2 separate regions of the Sus scrofa genome follow, and region 2 is linked to region 1. Evidence: chromatin contacts called from public Hi-C data. All regions are on one chromosome and are shown on one strand. Each heading gives the region's core, a stretch centred on a gene start, on an enhancer-like site or on the middle of the called end of the contact. The rest is flanking DNA. Distances are from core to core; before and after follow the strand shown.

The links. A called contact is a pair of places that touch in the nucleus more often than the background predicts.
Region 2: a contact with region 1 is called in a Hi-C map of retroperitoneal adipose tissue, with 2.8 times the contacts expected there. The contact joins two enhancer-like sites. A contact is called at or near these places in 2 of 5 promoter capture datasets (fetal liver and liver), 28 of 47 Hi-C or Micro-C datasets (adipose tissue, alveolar macrophages, blood and 16 more) and 2 of 2 datasets of contacts at active chromatin or transcription factors (alveolar macrophages and skeletal muscle).

What each region holds. Positions count from the first base shown.
Region 1 is chr7:59,705,436-59,709,582 of Sscrofa11.1, forward strand. It overlaps CD276 (CD276 antigen), which reads right to left. Exons shown (of 10, transcript XM_021099076.1): 8 at 3,234-3,275; 9 at 1,525-1,560. Among named protein-coding and RNA genes, the nearest start is that of CD276, 26 kb to the right of the region's middle. Within about 2 kb of position 1,971, at least 1 of the 83 cell types and tissues checked has an H3K27ac peak or open chromatin away from gene starts, as enhancers often do. A contact at or near this core is called in retroperitoneal adipose tissue, where this site is marked.
Region 2 is chr7:59,833,067-59,837,472 of Sscrofa11.1, forward strand. It overlaps NPTN (neuroplastin), which reads left to right. Exons shown (of 9, transcript XM_021099078.1): 7 at 2,932-2,941; 8 at 3,786-3,860; 9 at 4,401-4,406. The coding sequence ends at 3,846. It overlaps REC114 (meiotic recombination protein REC114), which reads right to left. Exons shown (of 7, transcript XM_005656287.3): 7 at 163-4,406. Among named protein-coding and RNA genes, the nearest start is that of NPTN, 67 kb to the left of the region's middle. Within about 2 kb of position 1,630, at least 5 of the 83 cell types and tissues checked have an H3K27ac peak or open chromatin away from gene starts, as enhancers often do. A contact at or near this core is called in retroperitoneal adipose tissue, where this site is marked.

The DNA.
Region 1 (4,147 bases), core at 721-3,220:
GATCAATTCTCTCCATCCCTCCAGACCCCAACCTAGGCCTCCACGCCTTCCAGGGAACATTCTATAACATTCTGAAGGACTGGCTTTACACAGAACACGTCTGCATTTGACACCTTGGCATCTGGCAAGGGGCGTGTGACAGAGGAGGAAACTCCCACTGGAAGGTCATGGGCACAGACTGAAAGGAGGTGGCCCCTCCCAGCCTAGGGGGCTCTTTCTTCCATATGAGGCTGCCTTTCTGAAGGCCTCTTGCTGCCGTTCGTGAAAGTCTGAGTGTATACCCCGCTTTCATCATGAATGCTATGCAGGTTCCTGAGGGTCCCATTGCCTCTGGAAGTTTCCTGTGCCTCTGGAAGTTTCCTGTGCACAGGGCCTATGTCTGTCCATCCTTTCTCCCCAAAGAAAAGAAAAGCTACATGCAAGATAAGCCTCCAGAAATTCTGTCAAAGTTTATTTCCTAACAGGTTTCCAAGGCAACCTGAAAGAGATTTTTGGCTCCATAACCTCTGGCAAAAAATTAAGGTCGCCAAACCTTTGATTTTCTAGGTGGAAGCCACTCGTATTTGGTGACAAATCTGTCAAGGAATTATTTTGCTCAAAATACACACACAGGAGTTCCCATCACAGCGCAGCGGAAACGAATCTGACTAGGAACCATGAGGTCGTGGGTTCGATCCCTGGTCTCGCTCAGTGGGTTAAGGATTGGGCATTGCTGTGAGCTGTGGTGTAGGTCACAGGCGTGGCTCGGATCTGTTGTTGCTGTGGTGTAGGTGGGCGGCTACAGCTCTGATTAGACCCCTGGCCTGGGAACCTCCATATGCCATGGGTGCGGCCCTAAAAAGAAAACAAAACACACACATACATACATGTTTACACACACACATACATTAGGTGTGGCTCTTAGTTGCTTTTAATAAGATAGAACCTCCAACTAACCTACCCTCCAACCAACCACTTCCTAACGCATGTTATAATAATCTGAGTAATAATGATAGCTAACACTTACTGACCACTTACTGTGTAGGGGGGACATGGCTGCCCAGCTGAAGACCAGGTCCTAACCTCACTTGACTTAGGAGTCATATGACTAAGTTCCCACTAATAGATACAAACAGGACTGACAGGGGCTGTTTCTAATCAAGTCCTAGAAAAAAGTTCCCCTCCTTCTCCTTTCCTCCTTACTTCTGGAGGAGGGTGTGGGAGCTGGAACAGGCTCCCCTGGGCCCAGGGATGGAAGCTTCGAGTTGAAGGAAGCAGAACCCAAGGACATGGAAGCTGGTTCTAGGACACAGTAGCCTTAAGATCACAACTCCTGTCCTGGGGAAGCCTCTGTCATATTTGCATCCTCTTAGGGCAGCAGTTTCTCCACCCTCTGCTGCTTCATCAGGGGGAAGAGGGCACTGCTCTTCTGGTGAGGGAGCCTCAGGGCAGCAGTGAAGGGTGAGAAGGCCCCCGCCCCAAACCAGCGACCCTCCCCAGCCTCCTACACACGGGTGTGCAACCTCACCTGCCACATGTCCTTACCTTCTTTGCTTTCTGAGTGTTTCAGAGGCCGCAGGGCTGCAAGAAAGGAAGGAGCACACAGTGAAGGGGTGACAGGTAGGGGGGTGTGCAGAGGGACAGGAGCTGAGGAAGGAATAAAAGCTAGAAGGACTGGGAGGAAGAGGCAGGAAGCTGAGGCCAACATCACAGCACCAGCAAAGGCCCTTGGCTGCCATCCCAAGTCCCAGCTCCACTCTGTGGCTTGTCACTCCTTTGCCTGGGCCTCAGTTTTCTGCATCTCTACCATGGGAGCAAACCCCCTGCCCTCCTGTGAGCTAGAAATGTGAGTACACTGAGCCTGCTCTACAGACAGGGTGAAGGGGTCCCCTGGTGGGCCCGGGAGGCTGCAGCGCTGAGACTGAGCTCATCTCGAAGCCACCTTCTTCCTTCCCACTCCCTCCCTTCTGCCAACTACACTTGCCTCTTTCTCGGAGCATGAGAAACAAGGCCTGATCCCAGGGCTGAATCCACACCCGCCCCACCCAGACACCGAAGGCAGAGGATTCATTGGCATACTTTCCAGGGGTCCATCTCCTGTCCTTCCATCTGCAGGGGTGGGGAGGGAACCCATGTCAAAGACACTATCCCACGTGGCTCAGTGGGAACCTGCGTCCCCCAGCCCAGGAGCCCCGGGAAGGGAAGGCAGTGAGGCCTCCAGTGGCTGCAGGGCACAGATGCCGTGGCACCTACCCTCTGCTGGGCCCCAGGCTTATGTCCCCACAGTCCCATGCCCTTTGCAGAGTCACTCGAGAGAGCTTCAAACAGCCTCTGGTGCCACCAGGACAGGTCAGAATGACATTTTACAGATGAAAAGCTGAAGCGCAGAGGAACAGCACATTGGCCAAAGTTACGCAGCCTAACCAGAGTGGGACTGTGTCAGGCTGATTACACGGTCCTAATAACAGGACTGCAAGGGACCAAACCCTCGCACGCACCAGATACAACTCCAGGCCCTTAACATACATGACCTCATTTCATTTCACCCCTCAGAAAAACCTATGAAGGGAGACAGTTAGGAGGAAATGCGCCCAGAGAGGCAAAGTGACTTGCTCAAGACCACTCATCTCAGACGAGCTGGAGCTGGAACTAAAACCCAGGTGGCTTTGTCTCCTGAGCCCTCATTCTTCCCCCTAGGAAGCTGCCAGACCTGGCAGTGCTGGTTACTCCCAGTGAAGCTGCCTGGGAAGATGGGAAAAGGTAGGCAGGAGAAAGGAAGCACCCAGGAGAACAGTTTCCATCATGGCTCAGTGGTTAACGAATCTGACTAGTATCTATGAGGATGCAGGTTTGATCCCTGGCCTTACTCAGCAGGTTAAGGATCCGGCGTTATCATGAGCTGTGGTGTTGCTTGCAGACATGGCGTTGCTGTGGCTGTGGTGTAGGCTGGTGGCTACAGCTCCGATTCAACCCCTGGCCCGGGAACCTCCATGTGCTGCAAAAAAGAAAAAAAAAAAAAAAAAAAAAAAGGAAGTACGAACGAACAAACCCAGAAGAGAATGAGAATTGGGGGACCCGTCTCTGGGTCTTAATGCTGAGCAAGGACCAGACTCACCTAGGCTGGGGGGCCGCTGTCCACAGGGCACACTTCAGTCACACCTTCAAGCCCACATGGCTCCTCCAAACCCCGGGGTCCTCCCCTGTCCCTGGGTTCATCCCTCAGCCAATAGTGCCAGCTTTTAGCTCAGACTCACCAGTCTTGGATCCTTCTCCATCCCCGTCCTGGTCCTCAGCTCCTGGAAGAGTGAACACACACTTCCTCCCTCAGCCCCACTTTCCCCAGGAGTGCAAGAGGCAGGTACGTGGGGCTGAGCAGGCCTGGCTGCTGTTCCAGATGCTGGACACCAGGTCGGAGCCTGAGACCAGCACAGAGCAGAGCCCCATGGCGGGAGGAAAGGGATACCAGCCTGGAGTCCACCACTCACCTGGCCAGGGACCATCTACTCACCCCTCCACCCACCCACCCACTCACCACCCCACTCAACCGCCACCTCCAACACACACACCCACCCCCGTGTCCTTCCTCATCCTTCCACCAGCCCCATCAGCCATCTGCCACACAGGCAGCCACCTACCTGTCAACGGATCGGTCTCCACGGACCGGTCTCTTCCCTGTTCACACATGCATGCTCCTTGCCATTGCCCAGTCACCCCCAACCTCTCACCATCTACATGCATGCTGACCCGCGTGCCAGCCATCAGGGTCAACTTGCCCACCACTGGCCAGCACCAACTCGCCTACCCATCCCCAAAGTCAATCCCCCTGACCCCCCAGTGCAGCCGCTTCAGACTCTGCCCGCTGTGAGGCAGACACACCCTTTCTCGGGGACATGCACGCCCGTGAAGCAGTCTCACCTCTGCTGCTCAGTGTCCAGCCCTAAATCTGAGCTCTCACTCACAGACACACTCATGTGACTGACGCTCTCACAGTCACGCTTGTGCACAGACACATTCACCACTTGTCCCACTTCAGCCTTACACATCCACCACTCCCAGTCACTCTCATATCCACACGCCTCCTGCCGTGTCTGCATGTTCACGGGCAGGCTCACAGTGGTTTACACACATAAGACATGTGTTCAGCCTCAAGAGCGCACGCACACAACTC
Region 2 (4,406 bases), core at 380-2,879, 130 kb after region 1:
AGGAAATTAGAAGTAACTGTTAATCTCTCTTGGGTTTAATGCTACTCTTCTGAGATCAGGCAAAATTGAAGTGAGTTTAGAAACCCTAAAACCCATCCTCAGTGAGATGAGGGCAGTGATGGAGGATCTTGGACCAGTCAACTCATTTTGACTTTAAAGCCCTTTTTTTTTTTTTTTTTTTTTTTTTTTTTTTTTGGAGGTGGTATTGTATCAGGTAATCTGTTATTTATTAGGCATCACAGAGCACCCTTCCAGATTCTGAGGTTGCATAGGGGTGTGAGGGTTCCAGTGCAGTTGGTGGGAAAGACAACACTCAGCTGAATCGGTGTGAGCCACAGTTCCACCAGGAGCTTCACTAATAAGAAGGATTCCAGAAGCATCTTGTTTCCACTCTCCCCCAGCTCTCTTCCTCTCATCTAGTCAGTGGCTGTGAGTAATACGCAGCTGGAGAGAACAGTCATTGTTTAAGCGGCTGCCTTTTGGCCTGAGGGTTTGGGGCTATGTTGATATTTGTCGGTTACTATGACTTCTTTTTTTTCCCCCCTCAATTGCATCAAACCCTTAAAACATGGTGGTAAGTGAGCGATATGCATGCTTTTGGAGTTTGTTTAATCTCCGCTTCAGTCTATACGATGCACAGTTCATAATGTTAACACTTTTCTTCAAGTTTACTTCATTCACTTTCACAACTAATTTGGATTTCAGTTTGCTGTTTAATCCTCATTTACTTTGATTTTTGTACCTTTTTTCTGTAGTTCTGTTCTTTCCCTCTCTCCTGATTCCCCTGTTAGAGGTCAAGTTGTTATTTTGTTTGACCTGTCAAGAGAGAGTGGTGTTGCAGAAAGTGATTCAGTCCAGGGAAGTGGGAGACATGAGGCTCTTTTCTTTGTTCCTTATAAATGTGAAAGTGGATTTGGGGAAAGAGATGAAGGGGCTCGTGAGATGTTAGACACTAGTGTGAACAGCATCTGCTCCCACTTGCAGGCATGGCGGCGACATCAGGGCCACTGTTGCTGAAAACCCCTACATGCAGCCCTTTGCACGTTACTGGCTTGTTGGGCTGGAAACTGACATTCCTAGATGCCAGGGCATACGTAAACCCCCACTATTGAAGAAAGAAGCTTGTGGTGTGAAATGCTTGGGTTGGTGCTGACAGCGTCATGCTTGGAAAAGATTAGCTTGGCTATTGCGATCCCCTCTCCCTTGCTTTTTCTCTTAGAGTTGGGAGTAGATTGGTGGCATTCTTGAATCAGCTATCTTGCTTTAGAATTTGTATTTTCGGGTGCACAGCCAGAGCACTAAAAATATTCTAAGTCTGCTCCTGTGTCTTTCCTGTTAAGTCTCTGAAGTGCTTAGTTTCTAGCATGTAGCTGAGCTGGCTTGGCCGGCATGCTGAGAGCGTCAGGGTGCTGAGGTGAGGGAGGATTAGGCTGGGCTCCTGTGTCTCAGTACCTGATACGTCTTTATCTCCACTCTGTACACAGCACATAGATGTCTCGGGTGTCCTCAAGTCTTAGTTCTCTGTTCTGTTTGATAGTGTACTCTTGTCAGTAGTAGAATTCTGTGGACACTGGTGTGTTACTAGCCTGTTGTTTTGGCTGATAAGTCATTGGTTTGTGGTTAGTTTTGTTTCTGTTTCTGTTTTTTTGTTTTTTGTTTTTGTTTTTGAAATCTTTTTTTGCTCCAGTCACTGTGTGTGCTGGCGGTGGCTTTGCCTCTCCGTTGCCTCCAAGGACCAGGTGGAGCAATGTCTCCCTTTGACAGACATTACTCCTGACGTGTGCTCCTGCAGATGCCTCCACCGAGACTGTAACCTCCATAACTGCTTCATGTGCACCAAGTCCCCTTGTGGAATCCTGCTGAGCGTTTTTCTAGAAGCCGTCAGTTCTGAATCATTTAGCATACTTGACTTCTGTAAAATAAAAAGAAACTAAGAGCACTTACTTGTTCCCTCCCCTGAGGGCCTTATAAAAAGAAAAATGTGTGTGTGTGTGTGTGTGTGTGTGTGTGTGGTACACACACACATATACATGTATCTCCCGGATTAAAGGGGACCAAGTTGTTCTTAGTTGAAACAGGAAAGAAAAACTTATAAATCAGAATCATAAAGTACCAATTTAAGGAAGCACCTAAACTCAGATGTTAGCTTTTTGATTAAAAAACAAAACCAAACCAAAAAAGATAGTTCGTGGCTCATCTGGGCTCATGTTCTGGTTTTGAGCACAAGAGTGAGCGTGTCTTTCTATCTGAAGTCTTTGCTAGAGGGACTATTCAACTTTGCCTGGTCTGTCACAGAACATCCTCTGGTACGCATACACTTGTTGCTGGCATAACCCAGCCTGACTGAGCCAGTAGTAGGTTGAATTATTGTGGCTTCTTCTGTCTCATCCTCCAGAGTAAAGACTCTCCTAAAGATTACAAAACAGCAAGAACAGTGTCCTTTGGGGAAGTGAGGATGTGTGGCTAAATGTGTAGAACATACACATCCATCTACATTGCAGGACTGAGCCAAAACTATGCATGCATTCACCACAGAAAACAAACAGCAGGATTTTACAACTGAAATGTTGGTTTGTCTTCTCATCTATTTAAGAGTGAACCACTGGAACTTGGGGACAAGATGAGTATGATGATATTGCAGCCTATCTGTCCGCTACAGTTGCAGTTTTTCATGACAAGCATTCAAAGTGTTAACTAAAACCATTGAAACAGCATACCTGCCATTAAAAACTTGAATCTGGAAATAATAACTCCATGAGTGTTTTGCACCTCCAGACGGAATGGCCTTGAATAAACGCTATAAATAGCCATGTTTGCCACTTGCCGTTTGCTGTATTATTAATCCTTATGCAGAGTCTCATAATTTTTTCCTTTCTTCTTCTGTCTCTCCGTGGATTAAAAAATTGAACACCTCTGTAGATGATGAACCAGCTGGGCCAATGTAAGTACTTTATTGGACAATGATTCAGTAGTTTCTGGCTATTTTGTGTTTGCAGTTTTATCAAAGGGAATAGCTGAGGTTGTAGGGGAAGACAGTGAGGGGAAATGAAAGTTGCGGTGTAGATTTCATAGCCAGATATGGAGCTGACTGACGTCCATTTGATTCCCAGGACAGATTGTACAGTTTTGTTTTCAGTGGCAATATAAAGTGGAAACCATGCCAAAAAAGTTAAAAATTGGGTACATCCCATATACTTAAATTGATAACGTGGGGAAAATGACCACGTACAAGACTAGATGTTGTTAAAGTTAATTTCAAGCTAGACTATAGCATGGGCAAACTGTCTGGCTCTTATAATTGCGTGTATCTAAGAGAGAGACAACTGCAAATTTTCAATCAGTCCGAGATGAGCAGGATTTCCTGGAGTTGAGGATTAAGAAATCAGAGGTAGGCAAGCAGTGCCAAAATTAGTTAAGTGCCGGAGGGCACAGCACTGCCTGTATATAATTGGGTATATTTTATTATTTGAGAAGAGACAGACGGTGGTATTCAGTAGAGAGAAAACTACCATTCCACCTTAAGAGTAATTAGATTGTATTTTATAAATCAGAGGGAAAGTTACCTGTTTATTATCTGCCTTGGGAGTCAAAAACATCTATTAATGTAAGGTGTGTAGACACTTTACAGAAGGAATATTTTTATGCATTAATGTTGTGCAGTAAAATTTGTTACTACACCAGGGATGGCAGTCAGTGAAAGAATCCCTGCATTTCCATGTGTGATAGTTTCAAAAGTTGCTGCTGACCTTGAGTTTAACTCTTGTAATGCAATTTTTCCTCCAAAGGAAAACCAACTCTACCAACAATCACAAAGATAAAAACTTGCGCCAGAGAAACACAAATTAAGTACTTCTTATAATGTAAGTATCGCCTTCTTTAGAAGTTTAAAAAAATTGCTCAAATGAATGTGCCTCATTGACCTTGTTATGAATTCTTCAGTAGTTGATGTTATGTTGCAAGGTCTTTTAGTTCATTTCAGAGCAGCTGATACTGAGGGAATAAGTTCTGTCTGTTCAAAGCAGCAGCTGGAAAGGAACATTCTGTGGTTTCATGTATTTATATAAACGCTATTTCAGAGTATGTATGGTTTTGAAATAAATACTCTGCATCATTGCTTACTTGTATCTTTAGAAAGAGGTAAAAATCATCACCTTCTTAGGTGGATTATTCCCAGAGTCCACCTGGTCCCACTTTGCTTCTGAGGGCAAGGCTGGGATTGTGGCCACACACAGCTGGGCTGGAGTGCCTTCCAGTTAGGCACATGGAGATCAGAATTTCACACCACATCCCTGAGCATGCTGTTTGAACCAAAGCTTTGTTTCACCATGGCACTTGATGGATGTAGTCTTAAGTTATCAGTGCATGTTCCCTTTTAATTTCTAAGTGTCTTTTCTTCACAGATCTTT